Regions from separate parts of the Muntiacus reevesi genome. Here region 1 is linked to region 2. The links are chromatin contacts, called in public Hi-C maps. All regions are on one chromosome and are shown on one strand. Each heading gives the region's core, a stretch centred on a gene start, on an enhancer-like site or on the middle of the called end of the contact. The rest is flanking DNA. Distances are from core to core; before and after follow the strand shown.

What was found. A called contact is a pair of places that touch in the nucleus more often than the background predicts.
Region 1: a Hi-C map of blood shows a contact between it and region 2, with 4 times the contacts expected there. The contact joins the promoter of AOC2 here to the promoter of BRCA1 in region 2. A contact is called at or near these places in 2 of 3 Hi-C or Micro-C datasets (blood and muscle).

Annotation. Positions count from the first base shown.
Region 1 is chr18:19,633,684-19,639,976 of mMunRee1.1, forward strand. AOC2 (amine oxidase copper containing 2) reads right to left here and starts at 3,617. Exons shown (of 4, transcript XM_065908732.1): 1 at 1,281-3,617. The coding sequence starts at 2,868. It overlaps PSME3 (proteasome activator subunit 3), which reads right to left. Exons shown (of 11, transcript XM_065908735.1): 11 at 4,463-6,253. The coding sequence ends at 6,173.
Region 2 is chr18:19,334,472-19,341,066 of mMunRee1.1, forward strand. It overlaps BRCA1 (BRCA1 DNA repair associated), which reads left to right and starts at 3,225. Exons shown (of 23, transcript XM_065908767.1): 1 at 3,225-3,334; 2 at 4,208-4,318. The coding sequence starts at 4,239. It overlaps NBR1 (NBR1 autophagy cargo receptor), which reads right to left and starts at 2,309. Exons shown (of 21, transcript XM_065908766.1): 1 at 2,157-2,309.

The DNA.
Region 1 (6,293 bases), core at 2,367-4,866, 300 kb after region 2:
AATTGTCTGGGGTGATCCCTGAAACACTTATACTCTTGCTGCAGGTTCAGAGGGTCAGTTCCTTCCAGTCTGACTCCCAGGAAGGCGCTGGAACAAGGGAGCTGTCCTGAATGCAGCTAGTGCCCTCTGTGCAGTCGCCTGACACAGCCTCTGGCCCACAACACCAGCCTGCACTGCATCCTCTAAGGATCCAGTGTTACCTGATTTTACATCCTAAGACAAGGTTTTTTAACGTCAAAGTGCTGGAGAGAAAACTTCAAATCAGAAAATAGTCATATACCAAATTTGTCAAAGAATAATCTAGTTAATACTAGCATTTCCATCATGCTATTTTCTTAGCTCTCCTCCCCTCCACCTCCACACCACACACACACACACACACACACACACACACACACTCACACTCTCTCTCTCTCTCACAGAGGCACATGTGCCATCTTTATACTCAAGAGAATATGAAAATGTTTCACAAGAAATATGCCAAGTTATGGTGCATTATATACAGGCAGCCACTTTCTGACCCATCTCCCCCCACCCTCCTCGATTTTTGTAACTGTAAAAACAGGGTCTGGCGGATTCCAAATTTTCTCTCTGGGCGAACAGTTTGATTTGGTTATTTTCTGAACTGGACAAAAAAATGTCAAGAGGAGAAAGCCCCCTTGGTGCTTAGAGCCTACTGGAGAAATCCCTCTACATTTGCATCAAGCCTGTTGCAGGCGCGCTGTGTCACCGGAGAGCCTATTGTGATGACGCGTGCTGGCAGGAATGGGCTGGGCCTCCCCAGAAGGCGCCTGGGCCCCTATGCTGTCATCTGAAATCCTGTGGGAGCAGCCCCCAGCCAGCGCCTCCCTCTCTCAAGTCCCAGCACTACCTCCACTCTTTAAACCTCTTTAGACACTGCTTCCTACCTCCCTCTGCTCATCCCCTTGCTTTCCCCACCTCCACAGTCTCTCAGAATAACAAAGAACGCAGAGCCACAGCTCCAGTTGCATCCAGCCTGAGAAGGCCAGTTCCCTACTCACAGGCTAAGGCAGCCAGATAGCTCAGCATGGAATTGCAGGTCAGAGGGGCCAGGCAGTGGAACCCCATCTTCTGCTAAACACCCAGTAGGCCCAGCATCTAGGCTGACTGCAGTCAAAACACTCACATCAGTCCCTGCTGTTGCCACAATAAACTGTGGTACTGGAATGCCACCCTCTTACCTCTTTGGGCTTGATGTGGGGGTCTCCCTTCCCTCTGGCCCACCCCAACTCTCCATCCTCATGCCCCGGGGCACTCACCTGCCACATCCAGGTCCAGCTTGAAGTGGAAGGCATGTGTGTGCACCGCCCCCAGCACACGCTCCCCCACGCGGTTCCCAAAGAGGAGGCTCTCCTCTCCCCCGCTCAGGAAAGCTGTGTTGATGTATCCCGTGGCATGGACCCGCCCTTCGAGTGCCCCATTTGGGTGCAATACAAAGTCCCAAATGTAGTCATAGTTGCCTACAGAGGACACAGACCTGACTACGAGGGCAGAGCCGGCCAAACCACCATAGAAATGACTCTGAAGCTGATTGTGGTGCCTTCGGAGGGGTAGTCCCTGGGCCTCCTCAAATACACACACAGCCCCCGGGAGCAGCTGGACTGCCCCTTGACCCACCAACACGTGGGTGTCCACCATGGTAGACTGATAGGGGCAGTCTACTCCCCGCACCAAGCCTCGGCTGTGCCGGCCAAGTCCGTAGCTGCTATCAAGGTATCGGGTCATCATGGTCTTGGGTGAATCGGCGCCATAGATAGACACACACTCCTGGACACTGACTTCATAGGCCACTCGCTCACCCTTGAACCGAACATCAAAAATTCTCATGCCACTGAACGCCCCATGGCCAAAGGTAAATGTCCAGAGGAAAGACTCCACCAGGTGCCCTTGGACGCTGTACCGGGAGCCCTGAGGTGAGAACTCAAGAGGAGGGAGAGGGCCTGGGGAGACCCGGGAGCGGAGGGAAGAGGCCCCATCTGGCAGGGGTAGAGGAACTCTAACCACATCCAGCCGGCCAGCCTTAAACTCCCATTCCAACTGACCCAAGTCTGCGTAGTAGTGCCCGAGGTAGAAAACCTGCCGGACAGCCCAATGGGCAGGGTCCAGGGCCCTATGGTCCAGCAGCAGCTCGAGCCCCACGGGGTGAAGAAAAATCCCGACCCCTGAGATGTTATGGTAGAGGGCTATCCAGGTAGCACGGTCCCCTGAGCGCAAGCCACGAGGGGCGGCATGCAGAGCCGCCAAAGTGGAGCCATTGTAGTTGAAGACAGAAGCCAGGAAGACTGGGGCCTTGGGGAACTCCACCTCTTTCAGATGCGTCCACATCTGGGCAGATTCAGTTGCCAGCATGGGGCGTCGGTAATACGGGAGGGGACCCCCATGACGCTCCACGGTCACATCCCGCATATAGGAGGGCTGGGGCAGCGGCCCCACCACCAGCTCAGTCACATTGGGCTGGGGTTGTCCGCCAAAGAAGACGATGGCCAGTGCCTCCCGGGAAGGTGGGGGGCTCCCCCTGTCCAGGTGGGCCAGGGCTGCCGCCTTGGGGGGCAGCTGCAGCTCTACCGAGAAGATGCAGTTGTCTGAGGGTCGGGCCTGGGCTGCATCCACCAGGTCTGGCCCCAGCTTGTGGGTCAGGAAGCTCATCACAGCCATCAGCTCTTCACGGCTCAGGTCTGCAAACAGCTGGCTCTGGCCAGGGTGTGTCCAGGGCTGGGCACGGGGGGATACAGAGGGGCAGCGGGGAGGCAGGTTGGAGCCACCACGGCTAGTCAGCAAGACATAGGCCAGGGCAAAGATGGTGATGACAGACAGTGCCAGGAACACGAGGACTACCTTGAGATTCATGGTGAATGCTGAGAGCTGAAAGGAGAGTCCCACCAGCTGCTCCTTCCAGTTACTGACATCAAATCAGGGTTTATATTCAGGAGGATGGATAGGAATAGCGAAAACTCCACCCTGTGGGTTGGACGGGAAATTTCTGACCTTGATTTGTGTAATTCTGCTCCAATTTTCTGTTCTGTGGTTTGGCTCAAGGTACGACTTCCACGTGCATCGCCTCAGCCCATCCCTGAACTCCTCCCAGCAGCACGGTCAGTACCCACTCCCAAGCGCCATCATTTAGAGCAGATTAGAGGGCATTTGTATAGACGTTAAACTCTACCTTCTGCCCAGCATGGGTCTGAGGAAGAATGCAAATCTCAGATGCCCGATCAAGTCCTATGAGCCACATGCAACCACTCTGGCCACTTTCCTACCTTCTGGCAGGCACCACCCCAGTATTTCCAGGATCCACTGCCCAGTTCAGCAGTAAGCACTGTGTTCTGCCAGATGCCTAAGGCAAAGCCCTTGGTCTGTAGTCTCAGGCCTCTTCCATCTAGCCAGTTGAGAAACGAGTGGTGAAGACCTGGCCACAGCAGTCAATTTGTATCCCAATCACAGGTCCTGAAGCGGCATGACCTCAGGGGACTTACTTATCATGAGACTCAGTGTCCTGATCTATAAAGAAGGGATAAAACTACCCTAGAGATTCATGGAGAATAAATGTGATCACGCAGATAAAGTGCTTCACAGAGCTTGACACGGGGCAGGCATTCAAAAACGGTCAGCTACAGGTACTGATCTCTGAAACAGAATAGAAGAGATGTTCCTCCACCATTCAAGACCTTAAGTCTTTTTTTTGTAGAGACGATGGATCCCAGATCAATGGATATCAGTACGCTACTCTGCAAGGTGGAAGTTAAGGAAACTTTTATTTCAGAGGGAGCTAAGATCCCAAACAGCCCTCCAAGTCATTTGAAAGTCGGAACCAGGAGTCCCTGGCATATCCTCAAGAAACTTAAGACATTATTCAGAGAGAAGTATTGTATAAAGAAAACCATGGGGTGTGGTGTGCCTCGAGTCAGGTGATTCCCCACACATGGAACTACAGCACCCTCTACTGACAGTTCAGGGTATTACTGGAGAAGGAAGAAAGGAGCTGGGATATTGTCAGGGTAGAAGGCAAGTTAGGTTGGAGAAGAGTTATCTGGTGGCTCAGACACCTGCCTGCAATGCAGGGGACTGGGGTTCGATCCCTGGGTCAGGAAGATCCCCTGAAGAAGGGAATAGCTACCCACCCAGTATTCTTGCCTGGAGAATTTCATGGACAGAGGAGCCTCGCAGGACATGACTGACTTTCACTTTCTTTCAACTTGCATTTAATTCAGACTGCACACAAATGAAGGACCCACTCTTGCCTCTTGGTAGGCAGAAGCCTCAGTCTTTTCATTATTTCAGAAAAAAGAGGCAGTTCAATTGAAGTAAAGACACCCAGTAGGGTGGCTGGAGGTATATATGGAGGTGGGTGTCCCAATGTGCACACACCTAAGTGTGAGTGTGTCCCAGGCCACCAGGGCATCGCATCAGCGTCTGCAGCTTTAGAAAGAGGTCAAAGTACCTGTATTTTTAATAATTTCTTGACATGGTAAAAGAATTTTACATTACGATCCAAGGGCAGTAGGGGGAGGAGGAGGGGTACTGGAACAATCCAACAAACAAAAAGGGAAACTGAGAAACACAGGATGGGAGGAGGGAAGGGTTTTAGTTGGAAGGGGTCTGGAGGGTGGTAGGGGCACTGCCCAACTAAAATGCAATTGGTTTGTTACTGAGTACTATTCATGGGAAGACAGCATCCGAACTCCTCCTCTATAACATAATGGGGGACCAAAATGATGCGCTCAGATGGAAATATGATTGGAGGTTGGAAGACAGAGATGGGGCAGGGAAGGGGCAAGGATAAAAGTCAGAAACACTGAGAGAAAGAAAGAGAGCCACCAACAGACTCCCCAGGAGTGGCAGAATAAAAGAAGTAGGGGTAGATGAGGGTTAACACAAAAGCTGTAACAAGTGGTATCTCTGGAAGATTTGAGAGATAAGAGGCAACTCTTCTATGGTTTTGACTTGCTCGGCAGATTTCCACATACACACACTGTGTACATGCCTGTGTGTGAATGCACACACATATACACACAAGTGACTGCTTTCCCGGGAAGCACAATACTACAAATAAGAAAACATTTTTCCCAAAGGGAAAGCCCAGTAGCAGCAGCAGCATCTAGCCTCACAGCTGCAGACACCCTTATCCCAATTTACAACTGGCCTGGGAAGAGGCAACCAGGGGTCAGAGGACAAGCCTTTGCAAAAAACACCCAAAAGGACTCGAGTCCCAGAGGAAGGGGCCTTCCCCACTCCCTCCGCTTTTCATCTCTCAGCTCCCCTCCAACTCACAGCCTCAGGCACCAAGAGGCTACAATAGCAGGAGACAATGGGTCCTGGGAGAAGAGGACTAAGACACCTATCACCTTCTAAACAGAGTGAGTGAGTGAGTGAATGAGTGTGTGTGTGTGTGTGTCAGAGAGAGAGAGAGCGAGAGCGAGAGAGAGAGGGTTTACAGGTGGGCAGGGCAGGGGGGGAGGAGAGGGCATCAAGTAATAGCAGCAAGGCATGTGTGTGCTGCATGTGTGTATATATATCACACACATATGTGTATGTGAAAATCCTAGTTACAAAAACACCTGAAGGAGCTAGGGGCTTGGCAGAAGAAGGTCTAAGGTGTTTCTTGTCATGATCAGGTTCAAGGTACAATGTATGTAGACGGGAAACCCTCAGTCATCACCAGGGCAACTGTGGCAGGGAGGATCCAACATCCCACAGTGGCAAGGGACACTAACCTGCCTTCTGGAAGAGAGGAGTTGGTCCCCTCCACCCCGGCCCAGTTCCTACAAGACACCGAGCACTTTCCTTCCAGTTCCCTCAGCTTCTAACCAACTCATCAAAAGGAAGAAAACACAAAGCCCAAGACACAGGAGGGAGCCAGGGAGAGAAAACACAAGTATTCCTGTGCCAGGATCCTGCGCACACAAATCTGGAATTCTCCAGAAATTAGGACAGGGGGGTGTTAGGGAAGGAAATAGAAGAGTTCCTGAGGCCTGAAAAAAGAGGTAAACACGTCACAGAACTACATGAGAGTTTCATTAGACTCTAACTAAAAACAGAGAGAGGTGTGATTACTATTTCCAGCCAGTTTCCCCATCACGATAGTCATGTAACAAACCAAGGCAATGTCGGTCTTGAGCCAGACTCACAGAGTCCCCTGACCCTGGCCCCGGCCTCAGTACAGTGTCTCTGCATTGCTGCTCCGAGGTCGTTTGATCTTCTCAATATTTTTCAGGATCATGTCATGTAGAGTGACCTAGGAGGAGAGGATCAGGGAATCACGTGTCTATTCAACC
Region 2 (6,595 bases), core at 1,975-4,474:
GAACGCTGAAAGACCCATCGACTGTCTTCATAATTACCATCAACTCAGGACTAATCTTGTTATAGCAATGCCTTTCCCTACCGGATTATTATTATTGTTTTTATTACTTGGCCACATCATGCCACATGCAGGATCTTAGTTCCCCAAATGGGGATCAAACCTCTGTCCCCTGCAATGGGAGCATGGAGTCTCAACCACTGGACTGCTAGGGAAGTCGTTCTACTGGATTATTTGACAGCCATCATTTTATCCATAAAATAATTGAGGGTTTTACCTCTCAAAGATAAGAATTTTACTTACAAATTGTTAAGATTGTTTTTTATGACTTTACAAAATAGTTTAAATCTAAATATAAGTTGTAATGTAAAAGAACAGCCTTTTCATGTTTCATGTTTTTTTAAAAACATATTCATCAATGAATCCTGACTAAGCACCTACAGATTCAGATTCTGCTCCAGGCACGGACACTGCAGAGGACCAAGATTAAGTCTCAGGAGTTTACAGCGAAGAAGGGAGCGAGCACAGTGGTTTAGAAAAGCTGGATTCCAGACAGTTCTGGCACATTACTAGCCATATAAGTGTGAGCAGGTCATTTAAACTCTGAGCTTCAGTTTCTGAACCTGTAAAATAAGCCTGAGATCTCCATTTTGCTAACCTCACAACACTATCTTAAGGATTAAGTAAAAATGTGTATGCTGGTTCTTTGAAAACAGTACTTAAATATGAAAGTTATTATTATATAAATCAGCCTTTAGAACCTGACATAGTGCTGTTTTCCACAGTATAATGAACTGCCCTGTGAAACAATACAACTGTGAGACTGTCATTAAAAAGGACCTTGAACTGAGAATCAGGGATTTGAGGGGTTTTTTTGTAAATCCAAACACAAACATCTCCCAACTTTTTCCATTCTCTGTCTCTACCTAGAGCCAAGAGCATTATCAAAATAGTTTCTGGCACCAATCCTGCTGACATCCAGTATCTCATTCACACAGAATGCAATTCTTGGGGTCCTTAAAATTTGGACAAAACTCCTGTCAATGCCCCACAATCATGGGCAAAAAAATCGGGGCGACTGACTAATTCACTCTGCCAAAATTCGATCTTCTAAAACACATTCTCAGTTTTCAACTTCTGAGAAACACACTTCCACACTTTTGAGAATCCAAAAGGAAGCTAACCTTCTTCCCTCTTTCTCAAATTACACAACTGGAAACAAGTTTAGATACGTTGGAACACATCCAGCTGGCTGACTAGGGAGGTGAAAACAGAAGTGGGAGATTCTAGTTTAGCTGGACTATAGCCAGGTCTTTATAAAGAGTCGCCTATTTATTTGCCTTGGATGTGAAATTCTTTCAGCAAGAGTATTGTCTTGAACTTGTGACAAAGCTGTGGTTAGTGTCCTCTGTCACTGTAATTAGTCGACTAAGTCGGGTAGCTGGGGCCTAGGCTTCCAGCTTTCATTATTAACTGGATTATATCAAATTCATGTTCCGGCTCACCTTTCCCTGGCACAAGTCAGCTTTTCCTCTAAGTCGATTTTACCAGGATCTCAAACATCCCTTTAACGAAGTTGACCTGGAACCTGAGCTTTGATTACTGTCTCCACCTGAGGCCTATCCTGGAGTTAAAATGTGTGACCTGAAAGCTGTGTGTTCAATAAAAAGGAAAAACGGGGCCCTTTCAATACCAGAGGTCCCTGAACAAGACGACTTCCTTACGAGGTTCCCCAAAAGTGGGATGAGGGGGAGTGAGGAGGCTGTGTGGGCAATGTCATCTTTTTTTTTTTTCCTTGCAGACTTCATCCTAGTCTTCCAGTTATCGTTTCCTAGCACTCCTTGTCCCCAGGAGTGTGTCACCACCCCCTGAGAACTCTCTCGTTTCCTTTGCCCAGGCCTTTTTTGTCCTGGGGAGTATTGGGGTCCTTCACCAGAAGCTAGGCGTTCTGCACCACGGACCCTCCGTCCCTCCTGTGGTATCCGCCCCCTCGGCCCCTCAGAACACGAACGGATCTCCCATCAGGTCACTGAAAGATCGGTTGTCCAAGTCACGGAAGAAGTCGCCCTTCTCCTTTGGAGGCTTCCTCCCGTAAACTTCCCCAAGTCCTCTCGGTGAGACGTGACACCACCCCTAGGTAACCGCAGTTGTTTCCTTACCAGCTTCCCGCCCCCGGGGGGCGCCTGCCGGAGGCCAATGCAAGAACCGTTCGCTGCCAGCTCTGCTGCTATTCCTGCTGGGTGAATCTAACATGGCGGACAGAGACAGGGCCTAGTCCCCAGGTTATCTGAGTTTTCGACAAGATGATTGGTTCTTACCAAGTGTCCCTCAAAACTACAGCCCCACTGATTGGTCGAAAATAAGTTGGCGGGGGCGGGGCAGGAGGAGCTTGACCCTCACAACAATAACAAACACGGGGCAAAGGGGCGGAACTGCGAGTGCGCAGCCGTGGGCCGGGACCCCGGATGATTTCCCCTTCCCAGGTAAAAAAACGCGCCCGTTGCATTTCTTTAGGTCACCGACCTTAGAGGACGACTCGCGGGGCTGGATGGGGACTGTAGTCTTACTAGGACTTGTAGGTTCTTTAGCCTATTATCCACTCTCGACATACGAAAACATAACACTCCAATCCATATCTGTTGACATGCATAAGCGCTCTGGAGCTCTTCAGTTTATCAGCTGAGTTGTCGTTAGACTCGTGTCTGCCTCCCGTATCGGAAGTTCCTCTCCATAAGACTACAGTTTCCAAGGAACACTGTGGCCAAGGCCTTTCGATCCGCAATGCATGCTGGATATCGTAGTTTTTCCCTTACAACCCTATTATTTACCTAAACTTGAAACTCCCATTGCGGCGGAAAGGGTGAGGGTGCTGGGCCTCTTCCTGCGACTGTTTTAGGCACTATCATGAGCTCCTATTCGGGATCCAGGGAGCGATCTCGACGTTAGTACGGCAATCACTGTGACGTAATAACCCTCAACTGGAAGCGTTGAAGTGAGAGGGAGGGCGCCTATTAGAAAAACTCCGGGAGAACTTGGTCTCTTCCGTCTCTTTCTAATTACGTAAAGAGGGAAAAAATGGATGACCAATCGGGAGCCCCTGAGAGACTCAGCACTTTCTGCTCCGCCCTTCGGTTACGTGTCCGGTTCTCGCGTTCTGAGAGGCTCTTGCTCGCGGCAGCAGCCGGTTTCCGTGGCAACAATAAAGCGCGGGAATTACGGATTAGTTGAAACTGCGACTGCGCGGTGTGAGCTCTCCGAACCGAGGACTGTCCCGGGGCTTTTTCAGAGAAGTGGGCCTTGGGTCCAGGAAACCCGGATCTCTTGTTCTGGGTGAAAGGTGAGAGAACCGTGGGGAAGGGAGAGCGGCCCGTGGGGTGTTCTGGGGCAGTAAACAGGTGTGGGGAGAGCCGGGGAGAGGTGACTCCTGAAGGCGAGCAAGACGGATGTTATCGGGTGGGGGGCGGGCGGAAGGTGGAACCTGAGAAGCCTAAGACGTTGAATCTGTGGAAGTCGTGGGGAGAGGGGCTGTTTGTGTGTCACGGGATCTGGGGGAGTTGCAGATGATAAGGGCGGGGGCAGGGTGTGTCCTTGGGGGAATCCTGATGGGTCCTGAGGGGGACAAGATGGTATAAAAAGACGAGCTGGTATATTTGAGAAAGGGACCCTGAGGGAAAACGGGGGCAGGAATGTATCTGGGAAGAGGAGGAGAAAGGACTTTGTACGAGGCAGAGCCCTTAAGAGCTGGATACTTGTGAGCTTCTGTGAAGGGGCCAGAAGGGAGTAGAGGGAGGAACCTCCGTAGGCCCAGGTGCTGCTGGTACCGATGTGCCTGAGGAGAATCCTGAGTATAGGCCAGTGGGAAAATCTGGGGAAGGACAGGGATTGGAGCGTTGGTTGGTGTTGATTTTATTTTAAGGGCGAGAAAGAAAACAACTGTGATGATTGAAGAATTAGGAGGGTACCACCACTCACCCCACTGTATCATCCCACTGTGGCTTTCCCTTTCTTGGAGAACGAAAAAAATCAAAAGGAAATGGTTGGAGGCTAGATGGGCACAAACAGAATTGAAATGGTCTTAATTACACAAAACGTTTAGAATTTTTTTAAAAATAAGGCTTTGGTCATTGGTTCTATGGTCTGATTCTAAAGCATTCCAATCTTAAATATCACTTAATGAAACTAAACTGCTGTTTATATAACCCTTTTAAAGTGATTTATGTAGTTCATTGGAACAGGAAGAAATGGATTTATCTGTGGATCATGTTGAGGAAGTACAAAATGTCCTTAATGCTATGCAGAAAATCTTAGAGTGTCCAATATGGTAAGTTGAAAGTTTATTAATTTGAAATTCTTGTATATCCACTATATCCTATGCAAATGAATTGACCTTAAGATGGTAAGGAGAAAAAAAATTGTTGTCTGTTAAGGTTAAGCTATTAAAGTTGCTGCTTTTCTTAGCTGAAGACCTTTAAGAATATAGGAAATTTCTCCATTTTCTCCACTTGCGCTCTCCCTTTCCCTTTTTTTCTGTCACCTCAGCACACACTTGAATGTCCACAAATTGTCTTGACTGGTTCTATCAATGTAGAACCAGGAATCTGGTTTAGCTTAAGTGATATTTGGACTTTTTATCCAGCTCCATAACCAGCTTGAGCACTTGGAATGGACTTAATTGATAATGGGAAAATAAAATCACGAATGCTTGATGTCAGTGAGTGGGTATGTCCTGGGAGAACTTTTGGCTGAAATTAGCCCTGTATATTTAAATGAGAATATTGCAAATCCTCAAAACCTTTAGCAAGTTTCTTTGACTTTTGTACCTCTTTATTTATTTAACAATTTTTATTTTTTATATAATTTTTAAAGATTGCTCTCCATTTACAGTTATTACAAAAGATCGGCTATATTCCCCGTGTTGTATTGGTTTGGCCGAAAACTTCATTCAGTTTTCCTGTAGGATGGTATGGAAAAACACAAACAAACTTTTTGGCCATCCCAATGTAATACATCCTTGTAGTCTGTCTTACACCTCTCACCCCGCCAATCCTATCGTGCCCCTCCCCAGTCTTAGACATTATGAGTGAACCTTTGTTTTTCTTTATCTACAATAAAAGGAGGGGACAAGAATTTTAAAGGCTTATAATTTACTACAGTGAAATGCAGAAAACATAAGTGTACAAGTCTTTGTCTTTGGGTAAGTGTATGTATCTTTGTAACCCAGTCAAGGTGTGGAACATTTTTTTCAACCCCAGAAAGGTATCTTGTGTGGATTCAGGAGCTCTTAACTTACCCTCCACGACCCTTGGAGACCTATCTATATTCCTATATAGTTTCTTCTTTTTTTTTTCCCTATATAGTTTCTTAATGTAATTTTATATTTTGTATTTTATATATTTAAAGACATTACTGTGAGAAGGGGGTTCATGAGCTTTTATCAGCTGCCGAGAGGGGTCAATGGTACAACAAAGGTTATGAACCACAGGCTAAATGATCTCAATGGTATCTCTTAAATCTATTACATAAATTAAAATAAATCTACAAAATAAATTAAAAACCATACCTCAGAATTTCTTGGTGAAAAGCCAGAAGGGAAATTTAGAAAGTTTACTGACTACCCTCTCTCCTCTTATTCTCTGGTCATTCTGTCCTCTTCACTGATCTTCAAACATTCTCCTGTGTCTGAGCTTTTTTGCTTGCTGCTCCCTCTGCCTACAACGAATGTTCTTCCCCTGGTAATTGCGTGGCTCACAAATCTTGATGGAAATACCATCCTTCAAAGAGGCAGACAGTGTTAATTTGAAATTGAAACATTCCCACCCCCAACATACTCTTTATCTCCCTTTCCTCCATAATGCTTAGTTTTTTCATAACTCATTACTACCTGACATTCCGTATAATTTATCCTTTTTCTCAACCACCACAGAATATAAACTCTGGGCAGAGGTTTTTGTTTTATTTACTTGATATCATCAGTAGTTAGAACAGCATTTGGGACATAATAGCCACTCAGTCAACATTTGTTGAAGGTGTTAATAAACTAAATAGGTTCTTTGATATAGTTGAGTTTTTTAATATGGTGATAGTGGTGAATATTATTCAAAAAATAATCTGGAAAGTTGCACCTTTCCTTTGTGCTTCATGAAAGTTGTTTTTCATATTTGGAATCAAGAAAATAATATGAAATAAAATGCAAGTTGTGTTTTCAGAGAGAAACAAGGTTTATAAGTAACCTACCTTCTGCTTTCCTGCCCCTCAACATTTCAGCTAAACAAGAACCCAAGCTGAATGAGCTTTACAGCCAAATTTATGAACCATCAGAGCCAGGGAAGGAGAAAATGACAATCGGGGAAAAATTGCTTTTGAAAGAGCATAAGACTTACTCATGATAATTACAAAGAGTGATCAAAAAGTCCTTAATAATATGGCATTTGGGTCCATTTACTTTACATTTCCGTGAGACCCAGTCATAATATATAATATTCTTTCTCATTCTGGCAAATTAATCCATCAATTAAAAATCTCAGATAAAGTAAAAATTAAAGACGTGAGAATGAAAGTTAATGTTAAATTTTATTTTCAGTCAATTATTGTGTATTTT